Regions from separate parts of the Capsicum annuum genome. Here region 1 is linked to region 2. A link is a contact called in public Hi-C data. All regions are on one chromosome and are shown on one strand. The core of a region is the stretch at or near the end of the contact, and the rest is flanking DNA. Distances in the headings are between cores, read along the strand shown.

Evidence for each region. Hi-C and Micro-C count contacts between places; a contact is called where the count stands out from the background.
Region 1: a contact with region 2 is called in a Hi-C map of leaf, with 2.0 times the contacts expected there. The contact joins the promoter of LOC107860849 here to the promoter of LOC107857581 in region 2. A contact is called at or near these places in 2 of 5 Hi-C or Micro-C datasets (leaf and pericarp).

What each region holds. Positions count from the first base shown.
Region 1 is chr2:20,837,145-20,841,362 of UCD10Xv1.1, reverse strand. LOC107860849 (protein S-acyltransferase 11-like) reads left to right here and starts at 1,504. Exons shown (of 4, transcript XM_016706328.2): 1 at 1,504-1,839; 2 at 2,375-2,600. The coding sequence starts at 1,780.
Region 2 is chr2:20,624,539-20,628,935 of UCD10Xv1.1, reverse strand. LOC107857581 (pentatricopeptide repeat-containing protein At2g17140) reads left to right here and starts at 2,674. Exons shown (of 5, transcript XM_016702391.2): 1 at 2,674-4,397. The coding sequence starts at 2,862.

The sequences.
Region 1 (4,218 bases), core at 255-2,754, 210 kb before region 2:
TTTCTCTTTTTCTTCAAAAATCAAAAGGCCATAATTTTTTACCTATGAAAGAAGAGAAGGGACGATGAAGAACTCGAAGCGGTTGTGGCCGGAGAGCAAGGCTGCCAATTGACAATTGAAAGTCAAAAAGAAACTTGAAACACAACTATTTTTCATCGGAGATTGAAGTCGCTGGGGATTAAAAAGAGAAATTTACCGAACTATTGGTTGGGAGAAACCGTTAAGAGAGAAGAGATAAGGTTGATTTGGGGAGAAGAGAGGGTGTGAGTTGATTTATATTTTTAGAAAAACTAGAAAGTTTTAAAAATATTAATTAAATCCATAATTAATTTAATCAAATTTTCTAATTATATTTGACCTTTAAATTGGTCAATGTGACCAATCATTTATTCAACAATTAACCTTCAATTTTGTCAAATAACTAAATAACCATCCAAATAAATAAACTAGTAGCAGTATCAACGTAGTGGTGCTTAGCCAATATGGGTCTACTTTCTCCCGGATCGGCTTTAAGTGAACCCAAATCGAGGTCAGTTATAATACAAGAGTGATTGACATTGACATTACTAGAACTTGATTGTGAATAATTAACCTTCTTGAAAAAATTCTCCATCTCAAATTCTCAATCACAAAATTAGAACACTTTCTCCTAAATCAAGTTATCAAGATACATAGATAATTTCAAATTTGGGTTTCTAGGCTCAAGAAAGAGAAACAAAATAATTTTTCAATATAACTTACAGAGAGCAAGCAGAGAGAGAGAGAGAGAGAGCGCAAGCAGCACTAGCAGGAGGAAACCTCAAGAACAAGAGAGTCTTAGTCGATGTTTTGATTTGGAATTTGGAAATAGGTTTTTTTTTTTTTAAATTTGAAAATAGAAATTTGGCTGTTGCCTGGTATCAAGTACGCTTGTTGCCTATTGGCTCTTGGTTGGTGCCTCACTTTTTTAATGAAAAATTATTAACAAAAATGATTTTAAAAAACCAATGCTGCCGCCAGCAAGTTTCAAATACAAGACCTTGGGGCTGGAAAACCAGCTCTTTGCCACTCGCTCTAGACAGTGTCTTATTATTGTGGGTGACAGACTTAATTTTTAACTATATCTGTATATATATATAAAACTATATATATTGAGTTTCCGTCGAAATTTGCGTATGACGTGCCACCCCACGGACCTTAATAGATCCGTCCCTGCTTAGGTGGGATTGCACAACATTCAATCCTGTAACCCAAGTCAATATTTTCCAGTTGAACTAAGTTCTGGTGGCGGACATGAGGGAATTAACAATTATGAGAGTATATATATTATTGTTTTGTGGTTATAATATTTATGAGAAATTCATTTTAAAATATATATGACAAGTATCAAGTAGGATATTCCAGCAAAAAAACTAAAAGTAGAACATACATATATATATATATATATGATCCAAATAGTGGATTATGCCTCTAGTTAGTATTATATATATATATATTTTATCCTACCTTTTTTGGAATGTCAGTTCCAATGATTCGACAATACTTCAAAAAATCAGTCTAGATGATTCATCAAACTAAGCAAAGGAAGGTTCATTTGAGACTCACCTATATAGAAAGTATAAGGATCTCCATTGTACACTTTAATTACCAAGATACTTCATTGGTACTCATAAACGAAATTGGTGTGGGAAACAGTGAGGCCTGTCTTGGCACAACATTTGCAGAAGTGAATGTCCCTTTGGAAATCGATTTGTATCTGATTAAGTACTAAAATTCATGAATAACTTGAAATAATGTAGGATGGGAGCGTGGGAGATCTCGAGTCTACTACTGGCCTTTTTAGAAAAAGAGAATTTCCAGGTAACCGTTGAGGTCTCTTTTCTGTACAGAAAGCTGCATGTTTGGTAGTTTTTAAAGCTGTTAACAATAGGGGGAATCAGTAAAATTACAAGAATTTTGGAAGGGAGAAGAAGAATTGTTTAAAGCATCAATGGAGCAAAGAGAAGCTATGCTGAAAACTGTAAAGATGAAATGTTCTTCTCCTATTTTGCCTCTCATCTTTGTCTCTCTTCATATTTTGGGTTATAAACCAAGGGTGTCGCCTAGTGGTTCAATGAAGTCGGATTGAGCACCATGCGGTCTTACCTGATATCTGTTTTTGGTGGTAGGTGGCAGGTATACCGTGAAATTAGTCGAGGTGCATGCAAGTTGGCCGGACACCACAATTATCAAAAAAGAATAATTTTTAAATAGATCATTTCTTGGTATGCCGATTGTCACCTGAGGAAATAAATACATAGAATAGTTTATTCATTTTATTCATTTAAAAATTTTGGGCATGCATGAATCTGTATAGCTAAAAATATAAGTTATTTATTCATTTACTACTATGTAGGGAGGCCACTATGTGACAGCTCTTATTGAGGACTACAAGACGACATGTTGGGGTTGTGGACTTCATTTACTTGTTTCGCCATATGCACCTTCTTTCAAGTGTTTCTGGTGCGGAGCAATAACAAACCAGAATGCAGTTGAAGTTGAGAACAAGAACTTTAAGTGGAGACGCTTGCGTGATCGCGGCTTTGTTGGTGTGCTTGTTGTCATTATGCTAATTGTGATATGTAAGTGATCAAACATCTATAGTACTCCTGCTATTGTGGTTAAAAAAAATTCTGAACAACTATGTTTGAGTTATATATGCTCATAGCATTCTCTTTCTCTTTATCTAATATGCTTATTTATACTTTTTTTACTCCTACTCATAGTAGTTGTTAGCAGATATGTGGATGGAGCTGGTATGGTTAATAATATGACAGATGTGATTGCTAAGATTTGATCAGTAGCTAGATTCACTATAACAACTTGATGCTGGAAACTTTGGTCTCTACTGGAATTAGTGTGAGCATCTCATTCATAATTTGTTCTGATCAGAAGTGTGGCAGTGTGATTTCACATTGATACCCATGAACTTAAACAACTTAATAGAAAGTTCCTCAACCTAAAGACCATATTACTGTGTCCGATGTATGAACTCAATACTACTCTCAGCCATATAGTTCTGCATTTCCCACTTTCTTGAATATTGCTGGGTCGCACTACAGATTATCGTGTTTCCATAATGGTTATGTTTATCCAGGATGCCCCACCCCCTCTTGTCCGTGGTCCCTTCTCCCTTTTCCATGTTTTTAGGGGTTCCAATTCCATCAGGGAAGGAGCAGACTAATGTATCCTTCATACATTTGTGTATATAAAGTTATATAAGCGGAGTTTGTGCTCTACCAATTCCTGATCGACTAAGAGATTGGAATGATCTTGGTGGAGTCTCTGTCTGTTTGAGTTGTTTGACACATTTCTGCATAGGTCCCCTATGAAAGAGCTATGTTGCTCAGATACGGGTGCGGGTTATGTGGGTGAGTATCTAGAGGTTGGAGTCGTTATCTCATAAATTCTAGGTGCGGGGTATGTATCAGAGTATGAATACCCAATCAACCTATACTTCTTTTCCATAGGTGTAGATAGTGTAGTCAAAGCACTAGTAAGTTAGGTTGACCAAATTTGATGCGGATCCCACACCCACACCCAAATCGTGTCGAATTGACACAGGTGCAGCAAGAATTTAGAAGAATCCGAGCAACATAGTGTAAAAGCTAATCTGTTTTGGTGATATGTCCATGGGAGAGGGTAACACAGTTTCTGCAAATCATCAAAGAATCCATTGGTCTTAACTATTTCTGGTTATAAGGTGGATAATGTAGGCAAGACCGTGCATGAATTTGGACCGTACCAGACTCTTCTTTGTTTAAGCTATTCCTAAAACGCCGATAAAGTTCTCCCACAAAGAAATGAAATCTAGAACAAAATCATACTGTAGAAAGCGAGAGCCAGCTTGACCAGAGGAAGAGAAAGTGTCCATAAAGTGCTAGCAGGGATTCCTATCCTTTCGGTGTGGAAGAGGAGGAAGCAGTGTTTCTGCTTATCATTGAAAAATGAAGCCAATTTTTATCTCTTCTCCTTCTCAATATCATTTTTCAGTTCGTGGCCAATTCACAACAGATGCTCTCAAGATACAGCAATAGATAGCAGAGGATGGAATTAAAATGGTTACTCTTTTGAATTTTCGGAGAAAAAAATGAAAGTCATTAATGATATTAATTAAATTTTTAGACCTTCTCAATTCCTAATATGACTAAAAAAGGAACTATTTTGTACATATTTGTACCACATTTGACACTTTCTTCT
Region 2 (4,397 bases), core at 1,425-3,924:
CGCTTTTAACCCTGCCATTTTTGTGATGTTTTCACTATCAACAAATATTATACCGTCATATGTAACTTCACTTGTTACTGATGAATTTTCATGAGACTCATTTCTTTTTTTTTTCTTCAACTTCAAAATTATCTCATTGCATACTTCACAGCCACTTCATATCCTTCTCTGAATTCTGAAGCTTCACTCGCAATTTGAACAAAGATTATTCACAAATATTTGTACCTTGTACTAACCTCAACTTTTGGATCACTTCCTTCTGTGAAATCTTTAAGCTTCATTTTCATTAAGTTAGTAGCATTTTTTGTCCACCTTTTCACTATGTAGTAGTCGGAAAGCTTATCCTTCACATTTAAAGTGTTCAAAATCTTTAGAGTATGACCACATAATACACCTCAAAATTTAAATAATTTGTAATTACAAAACACTATTTTTGTTTATTGATTCACAACTACTGTATGCTCCCTACTACTTTTATGTGTTCTAATATTGTATTTATAACAATCTCCTTCATCATGAAAGTCTTTTACTAAAACAAGAAATGATATTTCCACTGTTTCTCAAACAAATCAAATATAGTCGCAATATCTCTCTCTTACGCGTGGATTAATAAAGAAAGTTTAACCTTTAACACAAATTCATTTAATCATGTCAAAAGTTGTCTTGGTTTTATTAGCACGTTTATCTTCAACAACTCTTTTAAAATGCTTAGAGAATTGTACAATATCTAAATCAGATTTTAAGTAGGCCTTAAGTGATCCGTTGAAACTTTCACTTAATTATGTACTTCACCTACCGACTGAAAACATACCTCTATCATATGTCATAGAACATTTTTTTCTATAGCAAAGATTTTTTTCAACCAACTATTATCCTTAAGATCGTACTTTTCAAGCATTTTAGGCGAGTTGATGAGCTAATACAGCTGCCTTACTTTTCATATGTATGTGGAGGGAACCTGACATTAAGCATTGGGGCCAGCCATAAAGAAACATGTTTGAATGTTGATATATACCATCTTTCAACGGACCTTTCCAAACCATGCTTCACAATCAGAAAATTTATTTCATACTCGTAATCAAAAAATAATTTTTTAAAATCACTTTGACATGATTTATGAGCTTCAAAGATATGGATAAGGTGTTTACATGCGTTCTGTCTCAAATTTCATATATACAGACGATGATATATTTGCGGCATCACTTATGAGACTGCTAAATTGCTTACAGAATTTTAATTTGTGATGAATGTTTGTAACTTATTTGCAGACATAACTCTAAAAAAATACATTAAAAAGTCATTCAAATGTTTATGTTATTTCTTCATACATAAAGACAATACCAAATACAACCATCTCCCTGTGATTATTTAATCCAACAAACAATGACAAAGGAAAGTAGTCCTTGTATGTTTTATATGTTGTGTCAACCGCTTTATAAATCTGAAAATCCCTTATCATTTTAGCATCTACCTCAAACTTATTTGTTATCAAATCATCATAATCTAATTGCAAATAAATCAAAAAGATGAATCCGTTTTTACTTTTTTCTTTAAAATAATTTATCAAGCTATGAGCCATTCCATATCGTAGATTTTCTTTCTTTTATTACAGAGATTGTTCTTATGATCTCTCTGTGTAAAATTCAAAACAACCTTATCCCCCACTTGACGAGCAACATAATTAAAAGAAGACTTAGAAATATTCTTTAATCATCTGATAAATCAATTCATATACTTGAAAAAGTTTAATAGTTTCTTTGTGATGGAAATATGTGAGCTAGAGATGGATGAACAAGTGGATGATTGTACTCTCTTCAAATGAAATGACTGAAAACTTTTCATCTGATTAACGACTTACGACCATATGAGCTAAATAACTCGTCCTAATTTCTTTTCTAGGTTTCGTAATGAACCCATCCCGTTTGTCTTTTCCTCTATAATTTTTTTTAAAACATTTAATTTTTCTTGAAGTTATGTATCCATTAGCTTTACTTTTGTTGACATATTTCTTTCTAACACTAAAACCAATTGTAGCAACATATTTATTGTTATAATTAAATTCATTCTCATCTGAATCAAATTTTATTTCAAGTTTTATTGGCTCAAATGAATTAGAGGTATCATTATTTTCATTTGGATATGTAGTCTCAATGAATCTATCATGAAAAAAGAAGAAGTAAGATATTTGTCCCAATGTATTTGATAAATATGCTACCCTATTTCAGTATTTAAGTTAAAATGAAAAGCTTTATAAGTGATGTGAAAGTCCAAAACGTTCTAGCAAAAAAAGTTTATTTGAAAATTTTCACAAACATACTGTATACAATTTTTCTATTTGTTAATTACCACAACAAAAAATACACAAACAAAAAGAATTTATCTATGTAGAATTCAAAATGGATAAAAAAGAATCTGGCGGGATATTTTGTCTCAAATCAATAAAAATAAAGATTATCTTGTTCTCTATTTATTTATTTTTTTATATTTTTTCTGTTGATTTTTTAAGAAAATTGATTTTAAATTTTGCTGCACCCATAATCTTAGGAGTTATTAAATTAGAATTGATCAATTTTGAAAGAAATGAGTGAAAATTTAGAAAAATAATCAATTTTAAAGGGAATGTTGAAAAAGAATACAGATAAATAATCTACTAAACTATATTAAGTATGATTAGAAATTTAGTTTGGAATAAATTATTGAAAGAGTTTGAGAAAAATGGAGTGTGGGGAAACAGCGAGTAGGCGGAACCGCCCAAACTAAACGCCTTTAAAACGCATTTGTCTCCTAGTATGGACCTTTAACACATGGAATAGAGATATGGTTGAAGTGATTGAGGAGTAAAAACAAGGAAGAAGAAGGAAATGGAGCAGCAACTAACAAAAGCATTAGTGAATAACAGTAGTAACCCGAAGCGGGCATGGCAACTCTTCAGCCGCGCTCTCTCAACTCCAAATCCTCCATTCCATTCAGTCCCTCTCCTTACCGGCATCCTTCTTCGTCACCAAATGCTTCCTCAAATACACACACTTCACTCTTTCCTCCTTTCTCTATCCCCTCCTCATATATCTATTCCTTGTCAATACACCATCGTCAAGCTCCTAGCTACCCACGAACACATTCAAGACGCCGTTTCTCTCTTCCGATCTACTCGATCTCACTTCCCTCATCATCCACCACCCAATGTCTCACTCTACAATTTGCTTATAAACAAGTCTTTCCAATTTGATTTTCCCAATTTCATGTCCTGGTTATATAAAGATATGATTTCCGCTTCCGTTTCCCCTGATACTTATACCTTCAATCTCCTCATTGACGGGCTCTGCCGTTCCGATCGTTTGGGAGATGCCCGCCACCTGTTTGATGTTATGCGTGACAAAGGGTGTCATCCCAATGAGTTCACTTTCGGGATTTTGATTCGCGGGTACTGCAAAATTGGACTTCCTTTAGAAGGTTTGATGCTCCTCGATAGGATGAAGATGATGGATGTTTATCCTAATGTGATAATATACAATACGCTCGTTGGCAGTTTCTGTAAGAAAGGGGACGATGATGAGGCTGAGAGGTTGGTTGAGCGGATGAGGGAGGACGGGCTTGTTCCTAATGTAGTTACCTTCAATTCTAGGATCTCAGCTCTTTGCAAATCGGGAAAGATTCTTGAAGCTTCCAGAATTTTCAGAGATATGCAAATAGGCGAGGTTTTTGGCTTGCCAAGGCCTAATGTTGTAACTTTTAATTTGATGTTGCGGGGATTTTGTGAGAAAGGGATGCTGGAAGAAGCAAGGAAACTGATAGAATCTATGAAGAAAGATGATATTTTCTTCAATGCGCAGAGCTACAATATCTGGTTATGTGGGCTGGTTAGGAATGGAGAGCTGTTGGAGGCTCAAACAGTTCTGAAAGAAATGTCAGAAAATGGTGTAGATCCCACTATTTATTCATATAACATCGTGATTGATGGGCTTTGCAAGAATGGGATGCTTGGTGAAGCAAAAATGTTGATGAGCTTAATGATAAATGATGGTATATCTCCAGATACAGTTACCTATAGCACTCTACTCCATGGCTACTGCACAAAAAGTAAAGTGACCGAGGCAAAAAATATTCTGCATGAGATGATTAAGAGAGGCTGCATTCCGAATAAATACACTTTTAATACTCTACTTCATAGCATGTGGAAAGAAGGTAAAGTATCAGAGGCACAACAGCTACTGCAGAAGATGATTGAGAGAGGTTATGACCTGGATACTGTGAGCTGCAACATTGTGATTCGTGGTCTTTGCCAAACTGGAGAGGTGGACAAAGCTGTTGAAATTGTGAGTGAAATGTGGAGTCATGGAAGTGCTGCCCTTGGTGATCTTGGAAGTTCATTTATGAGTTTGGTTAACGAAGATGATCAT